Regions from separate parts of the Sus scrofa genome. Here all the other regions are linked to region 1. The links are chromatin contacts, called in public Hi-C and HiChIP or PLAC-seq maps. All regions are on one chromosome and are shown on one strand. The core of a region is the stretch at or near the end of the contact, and the rest is flanking DNA. Distances in the headings are between cores, read along the strand shown. Region 1 holds the start of HOOK2 (protein Hook homolog 2). Region 2 holds the start of MAN2B1 (lysosomal alpha-mannosidase). Region 3 holds the start of CALR (calreticulin). Region 4 has its middle 21 kb from the start of MAN2B1.

Region 1 (2,858 bases), core at 196-2,695:
CATACACTTAAAAATAGAATCTACCTCCCTGCCTAAGACTTCCAGGCCCCTGATGACCTCATCTACCATTCCTGCCCCCCTTGCTTTCTGTTCTGACCTCCCTTCCATTCCTTGACCACACCAAGCTTATTTGCAACTCAGGGCCTTTGCCGTTGCTGTTTGCTGTGTCTGAAATATCATTCCTCCAAATCTCACATGGAAATCAGCCCATCTGATCCCACCCACTCCCAGGTGCTCTCTCTCGGCCCAGTTTTTGTTATTGACATAAAATTGATTACCACCAGAAGTCAATGTTAATGTTTGTGTATGCAGGTTTGTACCTGTGTCATTTCTTGCTGCACACTCAGGCCTACTTAATATAAGAATAAAGGAACAGAATCATAGTTGGCTAATCACCACCATACATCTCTCCCTCTTCCTGTCCAGGTCTGTCTGTCCGTCACCAAGGACTTGTCTAACTGACCCTTCCCTGGTCATCTCTTCACCAGTCTGTCCCCCATTCATAAGTCCACCTGTCACCTTCAGCCTGCAGTTGGGACTTGGGTCGTCTGAGATGCCCTGGAGCCATGCCTCGTTGAACCAGGAAGGGTCTCTGGGGGCGAGAATGTGGGATGAGCTGCTGGGGGTCCCTTTTGGGACCCTCCCCCTCAGCCCCACTCACATCTGGTTCAGCACATGGGCTACTGCAAGGCCACTGCTCAGGTCCTGGGGGCTGGTACAGGGGGGCGGGACGTGGAACATCTGCAACTGGGTGGGGGAGAGGAAAGCGCAACAGGTAAAATCAGGGCCTGGGACCACGGAACCACACCCTTTTTGCAAACTTTTCAGTCCGTAGGAAACTCACAGGGTTGGGCAGGGGGTTGGCCTTTTGCTCCAGCAAGCAGCTCTGTGGGGGAGTGGTCTCTGCTCACCTGGAGGAACCGGAGGGGGCGTGGCCTCCCTGTACCTCTGCCCAACAAATCCCGCCGACCAGGCCAGGGCAGAACCACGAGTCACCTGGTTCCCACAGGCACCACATGACCAGGCCAGCTCACCTGTGCCCTCACCCCACATGACCCAGTCACGAAGGGGCGGGGCCTCACCTGTTCTTTCCACGCAAACCTGCTACGTGACAAGGCGGGTGCTCAGGCCAGAGTCCAACGGTCTGGCCGGCCGACGACCCCTTCCTCCTCCCAGTCCCAGTATGGAAGGGCGAATAGAGCCAAGGTCTGGGCTCCCGGGCGAGCAGAGCGGGCGTACACCTGTCCCTGGCACCTCCCCCAACCTACCCAGGTGAGCAGAGACCCGCATAGCTCGGCCTTATCCACGCTCATGACTCCTGATCGGATTCGACCCCGGCCGCGGAGCCCTGCCACGGCAGCCGCGTCCAGATCCGCCACCAGCTAGCGCTCGCAGCCCCGACCTCCCGCTCGGCCCAGAGCGCCGCCCCGCCCCCTAGGCGCAAGCCCCGCCCTATACACGTGATCTCCCGGCGCCCTTTCAGGCCTTCAGTCCCGCCATCTTGGATCCGGGAAGCAGTTGGAGGCCAGCCCTGCCGCTAGGGGTCAGTCTGGGCCAGCCTTGCGCATCCCTACGGTGGCCCCGTCGCCCCTCCTCCCCATTCTCTTTTGTGGGTAGCGGAGACCTCACCATTTTTCCTCTTCATCCGGGAGGAGCTGCTCCACCTTGTTATATACAGGCGCATTTTCGTCCCTGCCCCTCAGCTGAATGAAATCCTGTTGTCTAGCTACATTATGATTTGAGCCTTTATTTGAGCGGGAGAGGAGCACTTGGAGGGGGACACCAAGGTGGTCTTCCCGGTGGAAGTGACTTGATAGTCCCAAGTGGAGGGAAGGATGGATCAGCCAGACACATGTCCTGGGTAATGGAGAGATATATTTGCCTAGCTTAGACCCATCCTCCACTGAGCCCTTCACTGCATGCTCTCAGACGCGGCGCGGGAACCCTCCTGTCTCAGAAACCGCGACCAGGCCACCCTGTTCGCCACGGCCCACCAGGGGGCGCCCAGACCGCAGGAACGCCGCCTACGAGGAAAAGAATGGACCTGTTCTGAGACCCGGTCTGGGCAGTGGAGGGGGCTCACAGGAAAGTACAAACAATACTAGTTTACGATAAAATCGCAGTTGCCATTTATGGAATGCACACACTATGCAGTCTCTGCGCTAAGCGATTTAAATATATAGATGGTTGAAATCTCCACGACTCTAGGTGGCAAGTGCTCTTTTAATTCCCGGTTCGCAGGCGAGGAAACAGAGGTTCTGACTGGATCCGGTTTCAGGGAAGGGGTAAAGCCACGGCCCGCGCCCTCTGACGCCTAAGTTCTCCGGCAGCCCCTCCCCCGCGAGGCGGGCGAGGTAATGAGCGATAATTAGAGGTTATTAGTTGTACCCAGAGGGAGGGGGCGGGCTCTGATTTAGGGGTGGGTCAGGTCTGAGGGGAGGGGAGTTGCTCCCTCCAACCCAGAGTCTGGCTCCGGCAGGCCTGCCCCGAGTGGGTTGGGCAGGATGACCACAGCTCCCACCCACCCCCCAACCCCCGCAGCTGCATCGCAGGAATACCATCACTTTAGCACCAAACATCGGATTACTGCACACTCAGAAGCGCAACCGCACGCAGGCAGGGGCCTTGGAGGCTCGAGGCTCGTCTACACACTAACAACATCCCCTTCCCGAGTTGTTTTCAGCCTCCATCCCCTGGGAGCAGGGGAGGGAGAGTAGGGAGGAAGGGGACAAGGGCCGGCAGTGCCGGTTTCCGGACTGAGCTGCCTTCCGGCGGGCGTGGGAAAAACCGCCGCTTGTCCCCTATCCTGCACCCACCCACCAAGGAGAGGGAACTGCTTAAAGGGGAAAATGGGGCCA
Region 2 (2,772 bases), core at 133-2,632, 100 kb before region 1:
CAGCTCTCAACAAGCCCCCAGGCCACACACATAGCTAGTAGCTGGCTCACACCCAATCACACAGGTAATGTAACTGAGCAGGGCCTTGTGGGGCTCTTGGGCACAAAAGCCTTTCTGTGCCCCCCATTTCTTGTTCTTAAGAAATTAGCCTCATTCAGCTTCCATAACCCTCCCTGAGTTACCAGGGAGGTTCAGACAGTTGCCGAACAGGGAAGCAAGGAGATACAAAGACAAGGGAGGAACAGTCAAGAAAAAATAGTACAGCCTTGGGACAGGATCCTGGTTCCCTCTCAAGGGATACACATAATAATATAGGCATCTTATACGCTTAAGAGAAAAGTTATATTACTTATGCTTCTTTTAGAAATGAACACTTTAAAATTGAACAGCTTAGAGTCTTTCCTTGTCCTTCTCCCTGGCTTAACTGCACCCTAAACAGTCACAGGTAAACTAAAGATTAAGCGTCCTGAGCACAATTGCCTGTGGATTAAATATTATTAGCACATGATTTTTTTTCAGGAACTTCCCTAGTTTGTTCTAATCTCTGATCAATATACCCTTTTCCCAAGTACTGTTTTTCTAGGCGACAACCCAGAAGACCACCATTGTGATCATGCTGATATCTCCTGACTCCAGCTTTGAAGACTAAGATCCCCCCCAAAGAAAGAAGAATGCATGTTTGTTCCAATCCTTGATTCCTATTTGAAAATCTGTCTTCCTTCTTTTTACTATAAAACTCCTAGCAATTCTTTCCAATGGCATTGGGAGGGCACAGTCTTTAGGGTATTAGCCTGCTGTGACCCTCCTTTGCCTGGCAAAGCAATAAAGCTATTTTTTTTCTCCTTCACCCAAAACTCTGTCTCTGAGTTTCTATTAGGCAACGGTGGACAGAGGCCAATCTTCAGCAACGGTAAATGTATGCAGAGTCCAGGTAAGCCAACCCGCAGAAGCAAGGGAGGCAGATACAGACAGCGCCATTCTCAGACACACACAGCCAGACCTCTCAATGACACCAAGCATATGCTCAGACCATGCTGTCATATTAGCAACCAGTCACTAGTCACCACAGAACTGAGCCACCCACAGACCCGAATCCTACTGGGAGCTTCACTCTGGAAGTTGAAGGACATTTCCGCTCGCGGGCCCACGCTCACCTGGTATCCGGCGGCCCAAACGCCGTGCGCCGCCAGCAACAACAAAAAAAGGAAGGAGAAAGGCGGGAGCGGTGGCTGCAGCGCGCCGGAGCGCTTCCGGGACCCCGCCTCGTCCTGGCCGCCACCAGCGCGGACCCCCCAAAACCGCGCCTCGGCAACCATGGCTCTGCTGCGGCCGCCACTGCCTCCAGGGGTTTCCCGTGCCGGGCCTAGGCTCAGCAAAGGCCCCGCCCCCAGGATTCGGCTTGACCAATGGGTGCCAGCGAGGGCGGGGCTAGGGTGTGGCCTAGAGAGTCACGAGACGGAGATAGTAGCTCTGGGTACCCTGGGGGCCTAGGAGTACAGCGAGGCCCTGGGTGTGTGTAGCCCCTCCCGGCGCTGGTTTCCTCAGAAAATGTTTTAGTCTAGCTGCTTCCTTGGAGGTAGGAGCAGGGGTCTCAGATTTTCCTACGGGTGCTGGGGTTTGCCTTGGAAGTAAAATATGTGCGTAGAATCCTAGGGTATGCCGTTGACCTTCAGGGCTAGGGTCCGCCAGGAACCTAGCTTGGCCAGGAGCAGAGGTTAATGGGTGCCCTTTTCTGTCCTACGGATTGAGACATTGAGTAAAGGAATTGCCTCTTACAGCGCTGGGGAGGGGTGGCATCCAGCCTTGGGAGAGACACGGATGTCCTCTGGAGAGGAGAGTGAGAACTTCACAGGTAAGGGAAAACGGTTTTTCTTGCCTTCCCTGGTCCCTACCAGTACATCTGACTTGCTTACAGTACCCCCATTCCCCTGATAAGAAAACCAAAGCCCAGGAGTTCCCATTGTGGCGCAGTGGTTAACAAATCCGACTAGGAACCAGGAGGTTGCAGGTTCGATCCCTGGCCTTGCCCAGTGGGTTAAGGATCCGGTGTTGCTGTGAGCTGTGGTCGCAGACGCGGCTTGGATCCCGCATTGCTGTGGCTATGGCGTAGACTGGAAGCTACAGCTCCGATTAGACCCCAGCCTGGGAACCTCCATATGCAGCAGGAAGCTACCCTAGAAAAGGCAAAAAAAAAAAGAAAAAAGAAAGAAAACCAAAGCCCAGATTCCTCAGATTAGCCCTGCTGCCAGAGGGCAAAGATCACTGTTCTGTCTCTGGCAGGGGACTTAGGGCTGGAGGCGTGTGAAATAAGAAAACTACCCTGAAGTCTCCAAACTAAGGCTCCCACCCAAGGTCTGACAGAGTGGAAGAACTGGAGCCCTTCCCCCTGCTAAGACAAGCACCCACAATGCACCGGAGAGTGAGGTCACAGAGAACATCCAGAATGCAAAACTTTATTAACTGGTTTCAACATGAAAATGATTGGAAACATGGACAGCACCTCCCCCAGCAGCAGGCAGGGTGGGGAAGGCAGGCAGGAGTGGGTTGGCCTATGCAATTCCCCTCGCTGCCTCAGCAGAAGTGGGATCCCAGGGACAGAGCCAAGTTCCCTCCATCCACCTGCTGGCCCTGAGACTACCTCACCCAGAGAAGCCCAGGACTGCAGTTGAGGGCCAGAGACTGAGTAGCCAAGGCCCAGGCCTAGGGCAAGGTGGACAGAGGGGTCCAGGATGGGACCCCTCTAGGCTGACATCACCAGGGGGGCGTCATGGG
Region 3 (3,228 bases), core at 36-2,535, 130 kb after region 1:
AGTTCCCACCACTAGAGGGGAAGCACCCCTACCTACCCTCCTTCCAAAGTTCCCTCCCACTTCCCAGGTCCAGAGCCTATTTGCTCATAGTTTGGGAAACCCCCAGCTCTCCTTCCTCCTTCCTGTAGCCTAGGGGCAGGGAGCTGGTGTCAGTCACTGTCATGCGCCTCTGGCTTCAGAAGAAGGCTCCAGATTTAGGGGTCCTGCCCACCTCTCTTGGACCTTATCTTCCCCACCATCTGTCCCTTTTACTCCCTCCCCAACTGAACCCCCTGCCCCCTCCTCTTTAGCCGTTTAATTGCAAAAGCGAGCCGTTTGTGGGAGACCACAAGACAGTGACCCCTTTCAGTCTACCGGCTGAGGAAAGGGTGGAGGGTATATATTGGAGAGGCTCCAATAAAGGGAACAACCCTACGGAGCCACAGCCTGTAGTCACATCTTCAAGCCATCTGGGCTTCCTTCCTTTTGTCCCAGGACGTCCCTAAGATCTTTGAAAGCACTTCTGCCAGGCAGCAGCTGGCCAGCGTCGCTCCTCTTGGCCTTTCAGGAGCTCCTGTGACTTCAGAGAGGCTAGGTGACTTGACCCATTTCACACAGCAGCAGTCTTGACAAAGCGGCCAGGACACTAGGAGCCACATGGAGGAGAGAGCCCGCACTATCCCCGCAAGGCTGCATGGCTCTGGCGCTAGGGTGAAATGAAGCCCCAGGGCCCGGTGACCTCTGCCTCATCCTGGGCAGGGCGGGGTGACTGGAGAGAAAGAAAGAGGAAGAGAAAAAGAGAGGGTTGAATTAGAGAGGCTCCCCAAATTCGCAACAGAAAAAGGCTAGGAAAACCTTGCCCACCCAGCCCCATAGAGGGGATGAGCAGAGGCGAGGCTGGAACAGGGTCATAGCTCAGCGCAGTGGCACCTGCACTCGCGCGCGTTCTTTAAACGCCCAGCTGTGAAGACAGGCTCGCGGGCTAGGGCGGGGTTGGGCCGAGGTCTGGTCACATGACCTAGCCTGAGGGGCTGGAGGCCCCCACTCCACCGGTGGGCGTCCCCCACAACGCGTGGTCGACCTTCATTGGCCAGTGGTGCGGCCAATAGAAATCGGCCATCTGGGAACCCAGCGTGCCGAGGCACAGCCGAACATGCTGAGCCGACAAAGATCCAATGGAAAGGCAGGATTATAGCCACAGACCAATGATACGGCGGGGGAGGAGGGTCAAAGAGGCAGGACCAGGTTGGTTTGAGAGCGGGCCCGGTATAAAGGCTCGCGGCCGGCGGTAGCGTCCGTCCGTACTGCAGAGCGGCTGCTGGAGGAGTGACTTAAGGGGCCCGCGCGCCGCCGCCCCCTCGGCCCGCCATGCTGCTCCCAGTCCCACTACTGCTCGGCCTTGTCGGCCTGGCCGCCGCTGAACCCACTATTTACTTCAAGGAGCAATTTCTGGACGGAGGTAAGCTTTAGTCCCGCCTCGAGGCCTCTCTAACGAGGCGGCTGGCCACCTAGCCCATATCTGCGTGTCTTCTGTAATTACTGCTCAGAGGGCCAACACGGTAGTCTTCAGGGACTAAAGCCGCAAGGCGATCCTTCCTTCTCCGTCCCTGAGGAGCGTGGAGGGCGCAGCGGCCTTCTGCGGCCGGAGTTAGGGCTCGCCCGAGGCTCTCTTAAGCCATTAGAGATGTCAAACTAGAGGCCGGGGTAGGGGAAGTCAGAGAGAAGAATAGCTCTTTATTTGACCCTAGCAGCTTGTGGGTCTTGGTAGATGTTTTTTGGGGGGTGATGAGCAAGGCCGCGCTGACCTGCTCCTCTGGTCCCCTAGACGGGTGGACTGATCGCTGGATTGAATCCAAACACAAACCGGATTTTGGCAGATTCGTTCTCAGTTCCGGCAAATTCTACGGTGACCAGGAGAAAGATAAAGGTAAGAACCTAGGGATGGGTTCTCAGATCCAGGAGGACTTCCTGGAGGAAGCTCCTAATCATCACACAGCTTGGGTACCCCTAGGAACAGAGCAGGGGGAGGAAGGGGCAGTCGTCTCTATTTCCCACATAAGGGTACTCCGGGGATTGGGCTGAGCCGTGACCTCACTATCGTCCCTTGCTAGGGCTACAGACAAGCCAGGATGCCCGGTTTTACGCTCTGTCGGCCAGATTTGAGCCCTTCAGCAACAAGGGTCAGACGCTGGTAGTGCAGTTCACGGTGAAACACGAACAGAACATCGACTGTGGGGGTGGATACGTGAAGCTGTTTCCAGATGGTTTGGACCAGACAGACATGCATGGAGACTCCGAATACAACATCATGTTTGGTGAGGGGGCCCCACCCTGATCCTGACCTCTGGTTAGTTAGACGGAGCCTGAAACCCCGTGTGTTCCTTATATATAGCCCATGAAAAGTAGTCTTGAGAGCACAGAAAACCCTTACATGCTTAAGTTTTTCTTTGGAAGGGAAGCTGAGGGAATAGTTACAGTTAACAACTTTCTGCTTTGTTTTTGGTTTAAGGCTGATAGTCTGTGTGATGTTTATGTAGCTATTTTCCAATTCTACAAGTTCTCTGAGCACTTAATTTCTCTCCTTTGACTCTTTATTCTTAGTCCCTTAGAGATAAAGTCTGAATTCTGTTTTGAGCTTTGCAGACCTGCGTTTAAGAACCAAGTTTTCTTTTTGAAAAGGGGTGGGGGCGGGGCTCAGTGGTGGGGAGCCTCTAACTCTAACCGGACCTACTTCTCACCAAGGCCCGGACATCTGTGGCCCTGGCACCAAGAAAGTTCATGTCATCTTCAACTACAAGGGCAAGAACGTGCTCATCAATAAGGATATCCGTTGCAAGGTGCATCTGGGGGTGGTAACAAATGGCTGTCAGGGGAGGCTCAGAGGCCAGCCTGGTGGGTGGGGCCGCTCATCTCCTACTCTCTTCAGGATGATGAATTCACACACCTGTACACACTGATTGTGCGGCCCGATAATACTTATGAGGTGAAGATTGACAACAGTCAGGTGGAGTCAGGCTCCTTGGAGGACGATTGGGACTTCTTGCCGCCTAAGAAGATAAAGGATCCTGATGCTGTGAAGCCTGAAGACTGGGACGAGCGAGCCAAAATTGATGACCCTACAGACTCCAAACCTGAGGTTGGTGCTTGGGTGGGGCTTCCCTCAAGGTGAAGAGTGTGGAGGACAAGTGCGACGCTTCTGATCTCCCTGTGTGCCTTCAGGACTGGGACAAGCCTGAACACATTCCTGAC
Region 4 (2,830 bases), core at 180-2,679, 120 kb before region 1:
TATGGAAGTTCCCAGGCTAGGGGTTGAATCAGAGCTGCAGCTGCCGGCCTATGCTACAGCAACGTGGGCTCCAAGCCACGTCTATGACCTACACCACAGCCACAGCAACACTAGATCTGAGCCATGTCTGCAACCTAGAGTGCAGCTCAGCAACGCCAGATCCTTAACCCACTGAGCCATGCCAGGGATGGAACACACATCCTCATGGGTATTAGATGGGTTCCTTATGCTTTTGGCACAATGGGAACTCTGTATTCAGCCTTCTGACGGAGACAGAAATTTTTTGGAAGACTCACAAGGGAGTGAAAATCAGAGGGCATCTTACTGGAATCTCCCTGACCTGCCGGGGCCAATATCACACCCTCATCCCAGTTAGAATTGGAAATGAGGAGTTCCCGATGTGGCACAACCAAATCGGTGGCATCTCTGGAGCACTAGGGCACAGGTTGGATCCCCTGGCTTGGCACAGAGGGTTAAGGATCTGGTCTTGGCATACCTGTGGCGTGGGTCACAACTGAGGTTCAGATCTGATCCCTGGCCCAGGAACTCCATATGCTGTGAGGTGCCACCCCTGCCCCCGCAAAAGGAAAAAAAAAAATGATCCTAGGAGCTACTTCAGATGACCAAGAACCTGCTGGGGACCCCAACCAGATCCAAGGTGCCCACCTCTGCACCCACCCTGGTTGGCTTGGGATGTTCCCTGCCACTGGAGGGTGGTTTACAGAGGCTTTGCAGGGAGTGTCCAAGAATAGGCCCCAGAGTAACTCCAGTTGGACTTATTTCTTCTTTTTCTTATAGCCACACCTGTGGCATACGGAAGTTCCCAGGCTAGGAGTCTAATTGGAGCTGCAGCAGCCAGCCTAGCCACAGCCACAGCAGTGCAGGATCTTAGCGCCATCTGTGACCTACACCGTAGCTTGCAGCAAAGCTGAATCCTTACCCCTTAACCAGGGATGGAACCTGCATCCTCACGGCCACTATGTAGGGTTCTGCTGAGACACAAGGAGAACTCCTGCAGTTGGACTTAGGGTGCCCTTTCCTGCCCTCCTTGTCACCTCTTCAGAAGGGAAAAATTTCTGGATGCATATCTGGCAACAGTGCTCCACCCCAAGAGGGGGACCTCGAAAAATTCTCAGGAGGCACTCCCAACAACTGAGCACCAGGTGGGAACATGGCTGAGCCCATGGGGTCCTATGCCCATCACCTGCAACGCCTCAAGGTGGTACTCGCTGGTGGAGGGAATCTCTGTATGCCAGTCACCCTGTCCATGCAGTTCCCAGATGCCTCCTCCTTTATATTGCAATGACAGTCTTAGGAGGCAGAGTGTCGCAGTCGAGATGACAGCGCTGCCTGCTTAATGGATCTCGCCCTTGGGCTGGGCAGCCGGATGCCACTTCAGCAGATCTTCGGAGACGATATATAAATGGCCACCAGGTGGCGCCCCATGCCCACCCACGCGCCACCTCCTCTGTGTCCACCTAGAACACTGTACCTGTTGCAGCCAGGGTGGGGTGGCCTGATAGGCCCGAGACGCGGTCCATGGAACTCCCTGGAGGGCCGGGGCTGATCTCAGCTTCCAAAGGGGGTCTTAGCCAGCTTTTCGGAGGCACCCCTAGTGACCCAGCCCCGTGGTGGGACTGTGACAGGGCTGGGCCTTCTCCAGGAGCCTCTCACACCATCTCAGTTCAGTCTCCCTCTCCCAAGGGGGCTTAAAAATATTTTCCGTTGCCTTTGTGGTGCAGCAGAAACAAATCTGACTAGTAACCATGAGGCTTTGGGTTTGATCCCTGGCCTCGCTCAGTGGGTTAAGGATCCAGCGTTGCCGTGAGCTGTGGTATAGGTCACAGATGCAGCTAGGATCCTGCATTGCTATGGCTGTGGCGAAGGCTGGCAGCTGTAGCTCCGATTAGACTCCTAGCCTGGGAACCTCCATACGCCCAAGGTGCGGCCTTAAAAAGACCGAATATATACATACATATATATAGAGAGAGGTTTTTTTTGGTTTTGGTTTTGGTTTTTTTTTTGGAGGCACATCTAGTGACCCATCCCCAGACTTTCCCCAAGCCCTGGACACCCTCTAAGGTGGTCCCTAGCCCACTCTGTCGCTGCTTGTCTCCGGAGGAGTTGGAAACATTTTCTAGAAGCGTATGTGATGAATAGGGCCCACCTGTGACCATGGTGGGGCCCAGAACACCCTCCCTGGGGCCTCCGTGGATGGCCAGGACGGGCTGCCCCCTCCAGAGGGAGATTTAGAAAAATGGCAGCAAGGCAAGTGCATCCAGCAATGGGCAACACAGGTGTCTGCAGGTAGGACCAGCAACACCTTAAGCTCAGGCCACTGCTGACTTTTGAATGAGCCCCCCACTCATTCAAAGGGGGACTTGGGAACTTTTTCAAGAGGCACAGATACCAACACAAGACCACAGTCATGTCTGGGTGCCAGCCCTTGGCTGATTTCCTGGCCCTGACTAGTTCCCATCAACAAAGAGGGCACCTCTGAAAATAAGCCTCTTAAGCAGGACAACAGCAGCCCTCTGGCCACTCTCCTCAGCTGGCCTAGCCATATCAATGGGACTTAGAAATGTTTTGGGAGGAGTGCTTCCAGTGACCAGGTCCTAAGTGGGTCACCCTCCCTGGCTGACCCAGGCACATCGTCAGTCCAGGCCATGGCCCTTCCCACACAGCCTGGGTTGGCCTCAGCCTTAGAGGAGGACTTGGGAATCTTTTCAGAAGGCAATCTTTTTTTTTTTTTTTTTTTTTTTTGCTTTTTAGGGCCACACACTCACAGCATATAGATTCTCAGGCTAGGGTCAAATTAGAGCTACAGCTG

What was found. A called contact is a pair of places that touch in the nucleus more often than the background predicts. HiChIP or PLAC-seq counts read pairs in DNA pulled down with a chosen protein or histone mark.
Region 2: an H3K27ac HiChIP or PLAC-seq map of alveolar macrophages shows a contact between it and region 1. The contact joins the promoter of MAN2B1 here to the promoter of HOOK2 in region 1. A contact is called at or near these places in 5 of 47 Hi-C or Micro-C datasets (embryonic fibroblasts, liver, retroperitoneal adipose tissue and 1 more) and 2 of 2 datasets of contacts at active chromatin or transcription factors (alveolar macrophages and skeletal muscle).
Region 3: a Hi-C map of liver shows a contact between it and region 1, with 5 times the contacts expected there. The contact joins the promoter of CALR here to the promoter of HOOK2 in region 1. A contact is called at or near these places in 2 of 5 promoter capture datasets (fetal liver and liver), 6 of 47 Hi-C or Micro-C datasets (alveolar macrophages, heart right ventricle, liver and 1 more) and 1 of 2 datasets of contacts at active chromatin or transcription factors (alveolar macrophages).
Region 4: a contact with region 1 is called in an H3K27ac HiChIP or PLAC-seq map of alveolar macrophages. The contact joins the enhancer-like site here to the promoter of HOOK2 in region 1. A contact is called at or near these places in 5 of 47 Hi-C or Micro-C datasets (heart right ventricle, liver, retroperitoneal adipose tissue and 1 more) and 2 of 2 datasets of contacts at active chromatin or transcription factors (alveolar macrophages and skeletal muscle).

What each region holds. Positions count from the first base shown.
Region 1 is chr2:66,226,149-66,229,006 of Sscrofa11.1, reverse strand. It overlaps HOOK2 (protein Hook homolog 2), which reads right to left and starts at 1,445. Exons shown (of 21, transcript XR_002341620.1): 1 at 1,269-1,445; 2 at 845-886; 3 at 662-747; 4 at 520-592.
Region 2 is chr2:66,327,661-66,330,432 of Sscrofa11.1, reverse strand. It overlaps MAN2B1 (lysosomal alpha-mannosidase), which reads right to left and starts at 1,382. Exons shown (of 24, transcript XM_003123314.4): 1 at 1,155-1,382. The coding sequence starts at 1,316. WDR83OS (WD repeat domain 83 opposite strand) reads right to left here. Exons shown (of 4, transcript NM_001001645.1): 4 at 2,438-2,772. The coding sequence ends at 2,752. It overlaps LOC100736972 (a long non-coding RNA gene), which reads left to right and starts at 1,422. Exons shown (of 6, transcript XR_002341622.1): 1 at 1,422-1,576; 2 at 1,779-1,852.
Region 3 is chr2:66,100,131-66,103,358 of Sscrofa11.1, reverse strand. CALR (calreticulin) reads left to right here and starts at 1,285. Exons shown (of 9, transcript NM_001174133.1): 1 at 1,285-1,438; 2 at 1,805-1,906; 3 at 2,091-2,294; 4 at 2,722-2,816; 5 at 2,906-3,115; 6 at 3,199-3,228. The coding sequence starts at 1,348.
Region 4 is chr2:66,349,005-66,351,834 of Sscrofa11.1, reverse strand. No RefSeq gene overlaps it. Among named protein-coding and RNA genes, the nearest start is that of MAN2B1, 21 kb to the right of the region's middle. Within about 2 kb of position 1,429, at least 5 of the 83 cell types and tissues checked have an H3K27ac peak or open chromatin away from gene starts, as enhancers often do. A contact at or near this core is called in alveolar macrophages, where this site is marked.